4 separate regions of the Mus musculus genome follow, and all the other regions are linked to region 1. The links are chromatin contacts, called in public Hi-C and promoter capture Hi-C maps. All regions are on one chromosome and are shown on one strand. The core of a region is the stretch at or near the end of the contact, and the rest is flanking DNA. Distances in the headings are between cores, read along the strand shown. Region 1 holds the start of Spon1 (spondin 1, (f-spondin) extracellular matrix protein). Region 2 holds the start of Pde3b (phosphodiesterase 3B, cGMP-inhibited). Region 3 holds the start of Calcb (calcitonin-related polypeptide, beta). Region 4 holds the start of Calca (calcitonin/calcitonin-related polypeptide, alpha).

Region 1 (2,700 bases), core at 124-2,623:
AACAAAGCTTGCTGGGGGGAATGGGAACCCAAACATGGAGTCAGTCTAGAACCCTGAGTCAGCTGGCTCACTCTACAGTCCAGATCTGAAGATGCACATAGGAGAGAGCTGGTCTGTTGGATCAGAGGCTGAGGTCCAGTTCTCATGCTTTCTCCTAAGGCTGAGAAGTACACAAGGCCTTCCACAAGGCTTATTCCTCAGTGACTTCTGAAAGATAGCATCCAGTTGACGGTGGTAGTACAAGTCACACCATAGGACTGAGGGATCAGTGGTTAGTGGATGGGGTGAGGAATGGAATTTCCAGTATTGATGGCTCTATTGGGCTGTTTGTAATCTAAGAGGAAGAGGAAAGGCGAGTCTGGAAAGTGGACGAAACTGCTTGTTAGATGCAGGCACTTGAGAAGTATTCAAGGCCCTGGGAAGAATAAAGGAGAATAATGCAGCCTTTCAGGGCATTGGGGGCAGGGGAGGCTTGTGTGCAGCAATGGCATTCAGGTATCTTCAAGTAGGGTGTCTCCTGAGGCAAAGTATTCCACATGAGAGATTTTGCCAAATTTCGGCATACACAGCTCTGGTTCAATAGCTGCCGCCCGCTCCTGCCCCATGCTTCCTGGGCAGGGAACACGCTTGGAAAGGATGTCTGACCTAACCTCACAATGGATAAATGACAAGGCTGAGGCAGAGAGACATTGAGAGAGATTCCGGCTTATGGCCTCTCCCAAAAACCTGTCCCTGGAGGCTAAGAGCCTGAACTAAATATCTAAGCCAAGAAAACACAGGCCCTTCTTTGAACATTTCAAAATGGCCAGGCTCCTAAGCAATAGACACTTATTTTTGTAAGCCCCCTCCTTCTTAAAACCTCACAGTTTATGATTGCTTAGATACACTGCTGAATAAACTAATATGTAGCAAAAAATATTTTCTTCAATAGTAACTTTTCCTCTTGTTTTAAAAGAAAAACATTTTAAAAAATCTTCAAAATTATGGCCAAGGCATTGTGCCAGCTGCTCTCAGGGCCTAAGTCTCGGGCTCCTTGCTGGTCCTCTAGCGTGATATGTTATATGGTGGCCTGGTAAGAGGCAGCGGGCCAGCACAGCAAAGGTGGCCTGCGGGGATCTGCTTGTCTATAAATAAATGATTACGGTGTGTGGCGCTAGTGCACGTGGTAGACTGATGCCGCCGCGGGGAAACCTTGCAGCAGCGCAGCCTGGCACTGAGTAGGTTTGCAACAAAAGTTAAGTTGGCAGGCTTTCCCTCCTCAGAGCACTGTGGTCCACAGGACCCAAGCTGGAACTGGATACCGAGGAAGCAGCCTCGTTGGTGGCAGGGTAGATTGAGCCAGCACGTGTCTGCGTATCCCGGCTCTCTCCCACCAGACCCTGGGAATCCAGCTTCACAAAACAAACACCAGAGCGCCCGCTAATCGCCAGCTCAGAAACAAAACAGCACTGCGCTGGGGGATCCGGGCGCAAATCAGCCCTCCCTCTTCGCGCTCCTTCGCCACCGCCCGCCCCTCAGCTCCGCTGCTCGGCTCCGCTCAGAGCAGCGCAGCTCCGCAGCCGCCAAAGCGAGGCGGGCACGGTCTCCCCACCGCCAGCGCCACCCGGGCTCCTCCAGGTTTCGCCTCTGCAGCTCCCGTCACTTGGAGCAGGAGTGTCCTGACAGGGTCTGCAACATCCGCATAAAGTTGGGGGGCCCTCGAGGATGAGGCTGTCTCCCGTGTCCCTGAGGCTTAGCCGGGGTCCGGCGCTGCTGGCCCTCGCGCTGCCCCTGGCCGCAGCGCTAGCTTTCTCAGATGAGACCCTGGACAAAGTGACCAAGTCGGAGGGCTACTGCAGCCGCATCTTGCGCGCCCAGGGCACACGGCGTGAGGGATACACGGAGTTCAGCCTCCGCGTGGAAGGCGACCCTGACTTCTATAAGCCAGGAAGCAGCTACCGAGGTGAGTGGAATGGCGTTGGGGACCGGAGATCTAGGAACCCCTAGGGCACTGACCCGAGCAAGGCTGGAGCCGGGAGCGCAGTCCCCGAGTGTACCACGTCTGCGCATCCCAGCCCGGGGCCGTGACCTGGCTGCCCTGAGCCCCTTAGCTGCCAGCTCTATACTATACCCAACAAGACAGTGTCGGGGGAGGAGGGGGCCGTCGGGGAGGCTACAGGCAGGAGAGACAGCCCCGGTCTCCAACGCAGGGTTCCCGAGCCGGGGAATACAGCCGAGCCACACATCACACCAGCCTGGCTGGGAGGGAGCCCGACTTCGCTCCAGCTGTTGGCGAGAGTGAAGTACACACACACATTTCTCCTTATCGCTCTCTGGGGAAGAGGGTACTCTCAGGTGGGTCCCAGGTAGGGCATCTCTTCCCATGGTTTTCATCCTCGAAGGAGAGATACCAGCTTCTAGATCAAGCAGGACTCTCACTTCCTGGATGGGTCCCTAACCAGTCTCAGGTTAGGGGAAGGAGGAACCTGAAGGGTCCACAGAAAGATCCCCGAATTACTCTCTTATGTCCCAGGAGAAGACAGAGACCCTTGGATTTCCAGGACAGGTTTCAATGGCAATAGGGTCCTCAAAAACAAACAAACAAACAAACAAACAAACAACCCAACACGGGTAGTCTCTCAATGGAAGGTGGAATGTGACGATAGAAAACAGACCCAGGATTCCCAGAACGCGATTCTGATTCTGGCGGCCTAGACGCTG
Region 2 (2,700 bases), core at 195-2,694, 650 kb after region 1:
AGTGAATTTTTATCATTTAGGACATTTGGGTAACCATTTGAACACTCCATTAAATATTTTTTCTTTATCTAACACATAAAAAAGCCAAGGAAATTCTGGTCTTTTCCCACATTTGTCAAATTCTTGTGTTAATTCTTCAGTGATTTCTATTATGTGTGTGAATTATGACTATATATGAAAATGGTCTGCTTTAGGTCATGGCTATGGGCTTAGATTAATTGGTGAAAAATAGGTCTGTTTGTGGGATTTACCACACAGTAAGGTTTCTCATCTCCCTGGAAAAATGTGGAATTAGCTTTTTAAGAAAAGCAGGCCTGTCATGAGGTTGAAGGGAGTTTCAGTGGAGGGAAACAGTTTACACTTTCTAAGGCAGTTATGACTGGTTGGATTCCAGGGCAATCCCTTTCATTCAGCAAAGTTCTTTTCTCCAACCTTTACGTCTGTCTTTGCTAATATCACTTCTACTTTTGTCTTTCCTAGTGTACCAGTTTCACAGGTCTTTCACAGAAAACATAATTGGCTTCTTTCAAGGCCAACCCCATTCAAGTTGATAGTGGTATTAGGACTGTGGGACTCCCTTCCCTCCTTTCCCCAAAGAACACACCCCACAAAACACACCGTTGCACAGAACAAGTCTCTCACTTGGAAAGAACCTTTGGGACAGCAGGTCTATGTGAAACAGTGCATGTCTGGCAAGGATGCTAATCACAGGACTGGATATTAGTTCTTAGCCTCACTGAAAAGGGTTCTTCAGCAAGACGTGCTCGCTATCAGAGTGCACTCTCCAGGGGTCCTCCTCCCTTGAGCCCCTGAAGGGATTCAAGGCCTGCTGCTGGGCCCCAAATCTCCCTTGCCCTGGAAGCCAGATGTGACTGACAGTGTTGAGTTTCTTCATTCTGGTCTGGCCTCAGTGTTGGCTGAGCCTCCAGCTTCATGTCTCCATTCACAGTCTGAGGGCACACCATGAGCTCTCACCTCACTAGGCACTGCCCTTGGGGTCCATGTCTCCCCAAGACCTCGCAGTGACCTGAGTGGGTCTTGTATGTGACTTACCTCAAAGGGGACTGTGCTTCGGGGCGTCTCAGGACTGTGATCAGTCCCTCCCATCTGCCAAAGAGCTCGCCGCTCTGTGGCAGTCCGGGGGGTAGGGGTTCCGACTTCAGCAGTGGAGCTCTCGGTGGCCCGCGCGCGCTCCCCGAGGGGTCCAAGTCTGGCAGCCTGACGCGACGGCTGTCTCACTGGAGCGACCAGCCGGGCCGTGGGCGCGCGCTCCCCCGCGGGGTCCCGGATGCGCATCCTGACGCGGGCCGCGGCCGCCCCAGTGGCGACCGGCCGAGCTACGGGAGCGCGCGGGGCCGCCGGCGGGGCGCGCGCCCGGCAGGGGCAGCCGCGGGGGAGGAGCGCCCGATCGCGCGCCCAACGGACCAGGCTGCGGCCGTGAGGTAACTGTTGCAGCGCGCGGGAGCTGGGAGGCGACGCCGCCGTCTCCCGTCCCGAGCCGCGCTTGAGGGAAAAGGGAAGAGGCGTCCGCGGCGGTCCCGGGACACCAAGAAGCCCTTCTCGCCGCTCTCAGTGGCCGGCATGAGGCGGACGCCGCCGCCCCTCAGCCCGCGCGCCGGGGATCCCGGCCGGTGGCGGCGGCGGGCGCAGCCGTGACCGCTCTGCGAAGCTCGGGGCGCCCAGAACGCGGAGGGCGGCGCGGGGTCGGCAAGCGCCAGCGGCCCCCCGGCGGCCCGGGGCCATGAGGAAAGACGAGCGCGAGCGGGACGCGCCAGCCATGAGGTCCCCGCCGCCGCCGCCAGCCTCGGCCGCCTCGCCCCCCGAGAGCCTGCGCAACGGCTACGTGAAGAGCTGCGTGAGCCCGCTGCGGCAGGACCCTCCGCGCAGCTTCTTCTTCCACCTCTGCCGCTTCTGCAACGTGGAGCCGCCGGCGGCCTCGCTCCGCGCCGGGGCACGCCTCTCGCTCGGCGTCCTGGCCGCCTTTGTCCTGGCCGCGCTGCTGGGCGCGAGGCCCGAGCGCTGGGCGGCCGCGGCAGCCGGGCTCCGGACGCTGCTGAGCGCCTGCTCGCTCAGCCTCAGCCCGCTCTTCAGCATCGCCTGTGCCTTCTTCTTCCTCACCTGTTTCCTGACGCGCGCGCAGCGCGGCCCGGGCCGCGGCGCCGGCTCCTGGTGGCTGCTGGCGCTGCCCGCCTGCTGCTACCTGGGCGACTTCGCGGCGTGGCAGTGGTGGTCGTGGCTGCGTGGGGAGCCGGCGGCGGCGGGCCGGCTCTGCCTGGTGCTGAGCTGCGTGGGGCTGCTGACGCTCGCGCCCCGCGTGAGGCTGCGGCACGGCGTCCTGGTGCTGCTCTTCGCCGGCCTGGTGTGGTGGGTGTCCTTCTCCGGCCTCGGGGCTCTGCCGCCCGCGCTCAGGCCTCTGCTGTCGTGCCTGGTCGGGGGCGCGGGATGCCTGCTAGCCCTGGGCTTGGACCACTTCTTTCACGTCCGGGGAGCCTCCCCTCCGCCGCGCTCGGCGAGTACCGCGGAGGAAAAAGTGCCTGTGATCAGACCCCGGAGGAGGTCCAGCTGCGTGTCGCTGGGAGAAAGCGCAGCCGGTTACTATGGCAGTGGCAAGATGTTCAGGAGACCGTCGTTGCCTTGTATTTCCCGAGAACAGGTAGGGTTCTTGGGCGGGCATGGTCTGGGAAGAGGAGCGCGGGGTGG
Region 3 (2,700 bases), core at 127-2,626, 950 kb after region 1:
AGTTCCTTTCTGATTCTCAGAAACTGAGGGCCAGGTGTGGATCTCCCAAGCCACAGGTATAGCCTTTTCCACACATTACTGGAACCCCCAGCAAGCTGGGCACTTGGAGAGTCCTTGTGCTGCAACCAAGCAGCGGAGAGGGAAAGCCTGAAGCCTTGGGAATGATGTCAGTTCACTTTCTAGTAGCTGAGCACCGCGTATCTTCTCCTCACACCTGGAAGAATGGGCGACGTGGAAAACAGGAGATACTCAGTTCTTTTTCTTGGGTGGGCACTTGTGATGCCCATGGTTAGGCCAGAGTGGTGATGTGCCTATCCCAGTGCACATAATTCATGCCTGATTCTGAAAGCAGAAATGTGAGATTATTTTTGGCCAAAGCTCAACTGATTTGGGTTAGTGCGTGCACACAGTCTTCTGCTGAAGGCAAGTGAACCGAGTATTCCTCAGTGACACGGTGTGTTAATGCCAAAGGTCACCTGCCAGCTGTCGGATGCCTGAACCTATGGATGCTTAACCAGCAGCTGAGTGAGTGTGAAAGTTCCCTGCTGACCCCTGGGTTGCTCAGGTGGCCTGTGCAGGACCCTGGCTCAGCTCTCAAGCTCTGCAGAGTGGGGTGGTGGAGATGCAGGGGAGGGGAAGGGAACTGCCATCTGAGCGCCAGCCTCCTGCTAGGCAAACCCGCCAGGGATGCTTGGAAGTGCTTTAATCTACACTGCTACAGCAGTGTGAGGTCTGGGGATTTGAATGGGGGCGGGGGAGGGATGTAAAAACCATAGCGCAGGATTTGGAAGGTCTGGTACAGGAGGAGAAAGCCCAGTTCCCTGTGCAGTCTGTTAGCCTGCTGCTCCACAATACTCTCTAGTTTCTATCCTTATTAGGTGATGGGAAGCACGCACTGCTAGAGTGCCCATTTGGGACAGGTATGACAGAAGTACCCTAATGTATCCAAGGACCCGCTTCTTCCTGTGACAGTCATCATCGTGGATGTATCTACTGAAGTCCTTTTAGAACCTGGGAGTGCTACTCAGCCTGCGTGGGAGTCCAGCTACGAGGTTCAGGTCCCCATTGGAGTGGGCAGCAAAAGGTTGTAGGCTGGAGTTCAGGTATTAAAGAGGTCGTGATGTCAAACTCAGGTTTGCTCACATTCTGGACGAATTCACCCTCTCTGTATCCTTACCCCACCCCCACTCCCACTCCTACCCGGTTCCTCAGCAATGACCTCAAAGACAGGGAGTGGACTGCTGCCTCCCTCCTGCAGAAGTGTAAGTAGCTCCAGCTATGACGTTATGGAAGCTCGGTCAGAGCTCTGATTGGTGGAAGAGCTACTGCGGACCCCCCACACCCTCAAGATCGAGAATAAGAGACCACGGCTCTGGGGACAAGACGCCTACAGCCGTGTGTGTGTGCTCTTCTGCAGTGGACACTTCACTCTCGCTGTTCCAACACGGGCTAGCAGGTGAGAAACTTAACTTCTCAACGCCTACAGCTCTCTCTCCTTTAGTTTGTTTCCTTTTGGTTGCTCTTTTTAATGCAGTATTTCACACTGTAGTCTAAGTTGGCCTGGCACCCACTATATAGCTCAAGTTGGTTCGTCTCAAACGCTAAGGTTCTCCTTTCTCAGCATCCTAAGGATGCGGATTACAGGCGCAAGCCACCACACCCCACTCTACTTGGATCCCTTTGCTGTCCTGGTTCCTTATCATTCCACATACATTTCCGCCTTCCTGCAGCCATTGTCAGAAAGTACAGTCTTGACATTTTCTTTTAACTAAAGTAAGTGGGACCCCTACGACTACTCAGCAGCACTGGAAGCTGGGCGACCCTATCTAGGCGCGTCTGTGCCCCCTCCTTGAGGGAAGGTGGTCTTGCCGCATCCTAACCAGTTTTAGGTTAAAGAGTTCCTTGGATTCGGGATTGGGGAGCACTGATCTTTTCTCTCAGATGTTTCCAGCCTTTAGCCTCCTGGGGTTATCAGCAAGCAGGTGGGTCTCGCTTCGCTGTGGGGAGGAGGAGTCCTCATCTGCGGTTCTGAGGTAGTTTAAAAAAAAAAATCTCCCAACTCTGCAGATGGAGAGAGGGGGATTAGTTCCAAGTTAACTTTCTTCCCCAGGGCAACCTCTCAGAAAGGGTGATTATAATAATTTCAACCTGTTAGAAATCCTTAGCAGCGGGACAGCAAGGCGCAGGGATCTCTGGGTGGTTTTTGGTTTCTTCACAGATGAGAGCCAAAGGGGCGCGGCACGTGTGTTCTCCTGCAAGCTGGGGGCAAATGAGTGCCGGTAGCTCCTCCTTGTTCTTAAACCGAGCAGAAACTGCAAACCACATCTACTCTCCCCCACTCGTTTCTGCTCTATCAAGCCACTCACCACACTGCATCTACTGCACGTTTTGAGAGCTGCAGTGTGGTAGGAGAAATAGAACCTGGGTCTATAGTCCTGAGCAATTGGACCATTCTTCTCTTCTTACAGAGACATCATGGACTTTTGGAAGTTCTTTCCTTTTCTGGCTCTCAGCAGCATATGGGTCCTGTGCCTGGCCAGCAGCCTCCAGGCTGCCCCTTTCAGGTAAATTAACCTGAATCAGAAGTGCAGTCTGGCTCTCCTCCGGCTGCCCCTGGGGTGTGTCAACTCTGCGGCTCTGTAGCCCTACTTGGTTATTGGTAATTCAGCGCCCTCATGTGGGAACTGGCCTAATGACCAG
Region 4 (2,700 bases), core at 16-2,515, 870 kb after region 1:
TCCCAGGACACTAGGACTCCTGTCTTTACACGTACCTCAAAGGCACTGCCTGGAGGCTGCATGCCTGGTACAGGAGCAAGATGCTGACAACCAGGAAAGGGGAGAACTTCAGGAAGCCCATGATGCCTTCCTGCAAGAGAAGAATGTCTATTTATTCATTTGTTTATTTATATCAGTTCAAGGTTCTATAAGCCCATGGACCTGGCTTTCTGTGTGCTTATGCCTGTGACTCCCCGACATTTTGGCTTCATACTGATAACCACATTTCTCATCATCTTTGTTCCCTCATTGTCCAGTGTGCATGTAGCCTATACGGTTTGGAAAGAATCTTAGCCCTAAAGATGGAGGAGGGGGAGGGTGCGGGGGGTCGGGGGTGGTGGTGGTGGTGGTGGTGGTGGTGGTAAAGGAGTGGTGGTGGTGAGATCAGTCTCAAGGATTCTACGAATCCCAGGTGTCTCCTGTCTCTACATCTGTCTCCACAGGGAAGTGTAGAGTTGTCTTCTCTTTGTGAGTTTTTTTACAGACACCTAAGAATGTGAGAAAGAAAGTCTATGGAGAGGGAATCTTTCTGCCTTGAAATCTGAGAAACTGACGGCTGCACTGCTCAGCTGCTCCACCCTCTGGCAACTCAGTTGCCTACAAGAACCAATCTAAAGTTGAGGTGGAAAACACTTCTCTGTTAATCCCAGGGTCCCAAATCGGGGTTTGCAATTGCGGCAACTGACTCTTGTTCGCTACATATTGGCCCTAGGCTCGGACTCAGGACCAATTTCTCAGGAAACGAGAATACTGAAAGCACCATCTAAGAAGAGCTACGCCCGACTGCGCGCGTGAAGCCTAGGAGCTCAGCGTCCCAAGATTGGTGGATCAGGTGTACAGAGAGAGAGAAACGTGAGACTGGAGCCTGCGCTCCAGCGAAACTGAAGGAAGGCTCTGCGGACCAGTTCTGTAGGGACCTATCTGGATCGGGATCTAACACGAACCACGCTAGGACTAATGACTAACGGGGACTGGGATTGTCAGGAAAGACAAACCAAGGACTAACAGCGAGAGCGGGAGAGAAGAGGGAGAGGAAGAGAAAAGTAGAACTACACACCTGAACAGGAATTTTAGGGCTCACCTGGTGAGCGGTGCCTTGGAGCTGAGCCTGCGGGGATCCTGATGGAGCCAGGCAGTGCTTGCGAAGCGGTGACTCTTGATCCTGGCAGTGGCTCCTGTGCCTCCCAGCGCCTGCAGCTGCTCTTATTCCCGCCGTGGTGAGTCGGGAGGGGTCTCGGGGCTCCAGGCAGCCAATAGGTGGAAGGGCCCCATGCCCCAGACAGATTGCGTCACCTCTGTGCTTCCAGAACTCAGAGCATCTAGCAAGATGACACCATTTGAATTTAAATTGAGGTCATTGGTGGAAGTGGGGGAGATGATACGGATCAGTGAGAGCCACCCTTAAAATTAGCGGGAATTTGGAGGGCCTTTTGACATCAAGATAAATTTCATCTCTTCTTTCCTTCTTGACTTTGAATATTCCTGACTCCAATCTCAGAATCTTGGAGAGTAGAGTCCAGTATCTCAAGCACTCCTTGCTGCATGTCTGATTCTAATCGTACCCCCACCCCCACCTAAGTCCGTGCCTAATCTAGAATAGTTTAGTGCACCTGAGGGATGAATTCTTGATCTGCAAGGCTAGTTCTGGCAGCGTGGCACACAGGTTTAGGCAGATAGTCAGAGGTGTTGGTACTGCACACAAGGACTCAGTTAGACCCGAGGCTTGTGGCAGCTGCCTCATTTGGGGTTATGTGGCCACAGGTAAAATGAAAAATGAAAAAAAAAATCCTCAAAAATCTGACACCCCCCAAAAGACCCCCAAAGCCTGCATGAAACCTCAACATATTAAACTTTTCAGTGGGTATCATAGTCCCCCTTTGAAGGGCCTGCTTGTAGAAAGAAACCTTGGTGTTTTCTGGGCTATAAAATCTCTCTTTCTCCAGTGTGAATCATCTGTATTCAGCTTGGCATTCCTAATGCGCTGGATAACACACTCACATGTGTGAGAAGGGGTTGTATTTAGCTGGGTCCTGCTTGGGGTAGGGGGTACGAAGGGGTAGTGGGGAAAGTACAAAGAAGAACCAGATGCCTCCAAAGTCTCCATTGTAGATCTTTTTCTCCTCCTGCCTGGCTATCTATCACTTCTCATTAGGCTGCCTGCCTGCCTAAGGATTTGCACAGCTGTCCTTTTGCTTCCTGCTGCTGTTTGCCAAGATGTTCCAGTTGTATTTGATCCGGGGGTGGAGTGGGAGGCCCTCTCACCCCCACCCTTAGATCCCTGAGCTGAAGAGCTAAAGAGCAGGCAGGCTTGACAGTGCTGCGGAGATGCTGCCCATCCTAAACCTCACACTTGCTCCCAGTCACACTTCTCCTGGCACAGAGACTCTCCGCTCTTTCCAAAAAGGCATCCTCTCCAGAAAGCACAGCCACTCAGCAGTCTCTGTGGCCCACAGAAGCATCCTTAGTGGTTCTCAAATTGTCTGAAGCCTGCCTTCACGTCCCTCCTGCAGTCCATGCCACATTCCCACAGGATGTTTGCTCTTGGATCTCCATCTCACATCAGATTAGTTTGACTTGATCCCTCTCACAACCACTCCCCTGATTTGGACACTCATTTTGTCTGAGCAGTGAGCTCCAGGAACACCGACAAGGGTGGAGGTC

Evidence for each region. Promoter capture Hi-C pulls out the DNA fragments that hold promoters and counts their contacts. A called contact is a pair of places that touch in the nucleus more often than the background predicts.
Region 2: a Hi-C map of embryonic stem cells shows a contact between it and region 1, with 2.7 times the contacts expected there. The contact joins the promoter of Pde3b here to the promoter of Spon1 in region 1. A contact is called at or near these places in 1 of 39 promoter capture datasets (liver), 2 of 484 Hi-C or Micro-C datasets (both in embryonic stem cells) and 1 of 115 datasets of contacts at active chromatin or transcription factors (large pre-B cells).
Region 3: a contact with region 1 is called in a promoter capture Hi-C map of embryonic stem cells, with 11 times the contacts expected there. The contact joins the promoter of Calcb here to the promoter of Spon1 in region 1. A contact is called at or near these places in 9 of 39 promoter capture datasets (the C10 cell line, the HPC-7 cell line, embryonic stem cells and 3 more).
Region 4: a contact with region 1 is called in a promoter capture Hi-C map of embryonic stem cells, with 2.9 times the contacts expected there. The contact joins the promoter of Calca here to the promoter of Spon1 in region 1. A contact is called at or near these places in 5 of 39 promoter capture datasets (cranial neural crest, embryonic stem cells, liver and 1 more) and 1 of 115 datasets of contacts at active chromatin or transcription factors (large pre-B cells).

What each region holds. Positions count from the first base shown.
Region 1 is chr7:113,764,625-113,767,324 of GRCm38.p6, forward strand. Spon1 (spondin 1, (f-spondin) extracellular matrix protein) reads left to right here and starts at 1,374. Exons shown (of 16, transcript NM_145584.2): 1 at 1,374-1,942. The coding sequence starts at 1,705.
Region 2 is chr7:114,413,810-114,416,509 of GRCm38.p6, forward strand. Pde3b (phosphodiesterase 3B, cGMP-inhibited) reads left to right here and starts at 1,445. Exons shown (of 16, transcript NM_011055.2): 1 at 1,445-2,653. The coding sequence starts at 1,742. 4933406I18Rik (RIKEN cDNA 4933406I18 gene) reads right to left here and starts at 1,352. Exons shown (of 4, transcript NR_029437.1): 1 at 1,054-1,352.
Region 3 is chr7:114,717,267-114,719,966 of GRCm38.p6, forward strand. Calcb (calcitonin-related polypeptide, beta) reads left to right here and starts at 1,377. Exons shown (of 5, transcript NM_054084.2): 1 at 1,377-1,456; 2 at 2,469-2,564. The coding sequence starts at 2,476.
Region 4 is chr7:114,635,092-114,637,791 of GRCm38.p6, forward strand. Calca (calcitonin/calcitonin-related polypeptide, alpha) reads right to left here and starts at 1,266. Exons shown (of 5, transcript NM_001033954.3): 1 at 1,121-1,266; 2 at 36-130. The coding sequence starts at 121.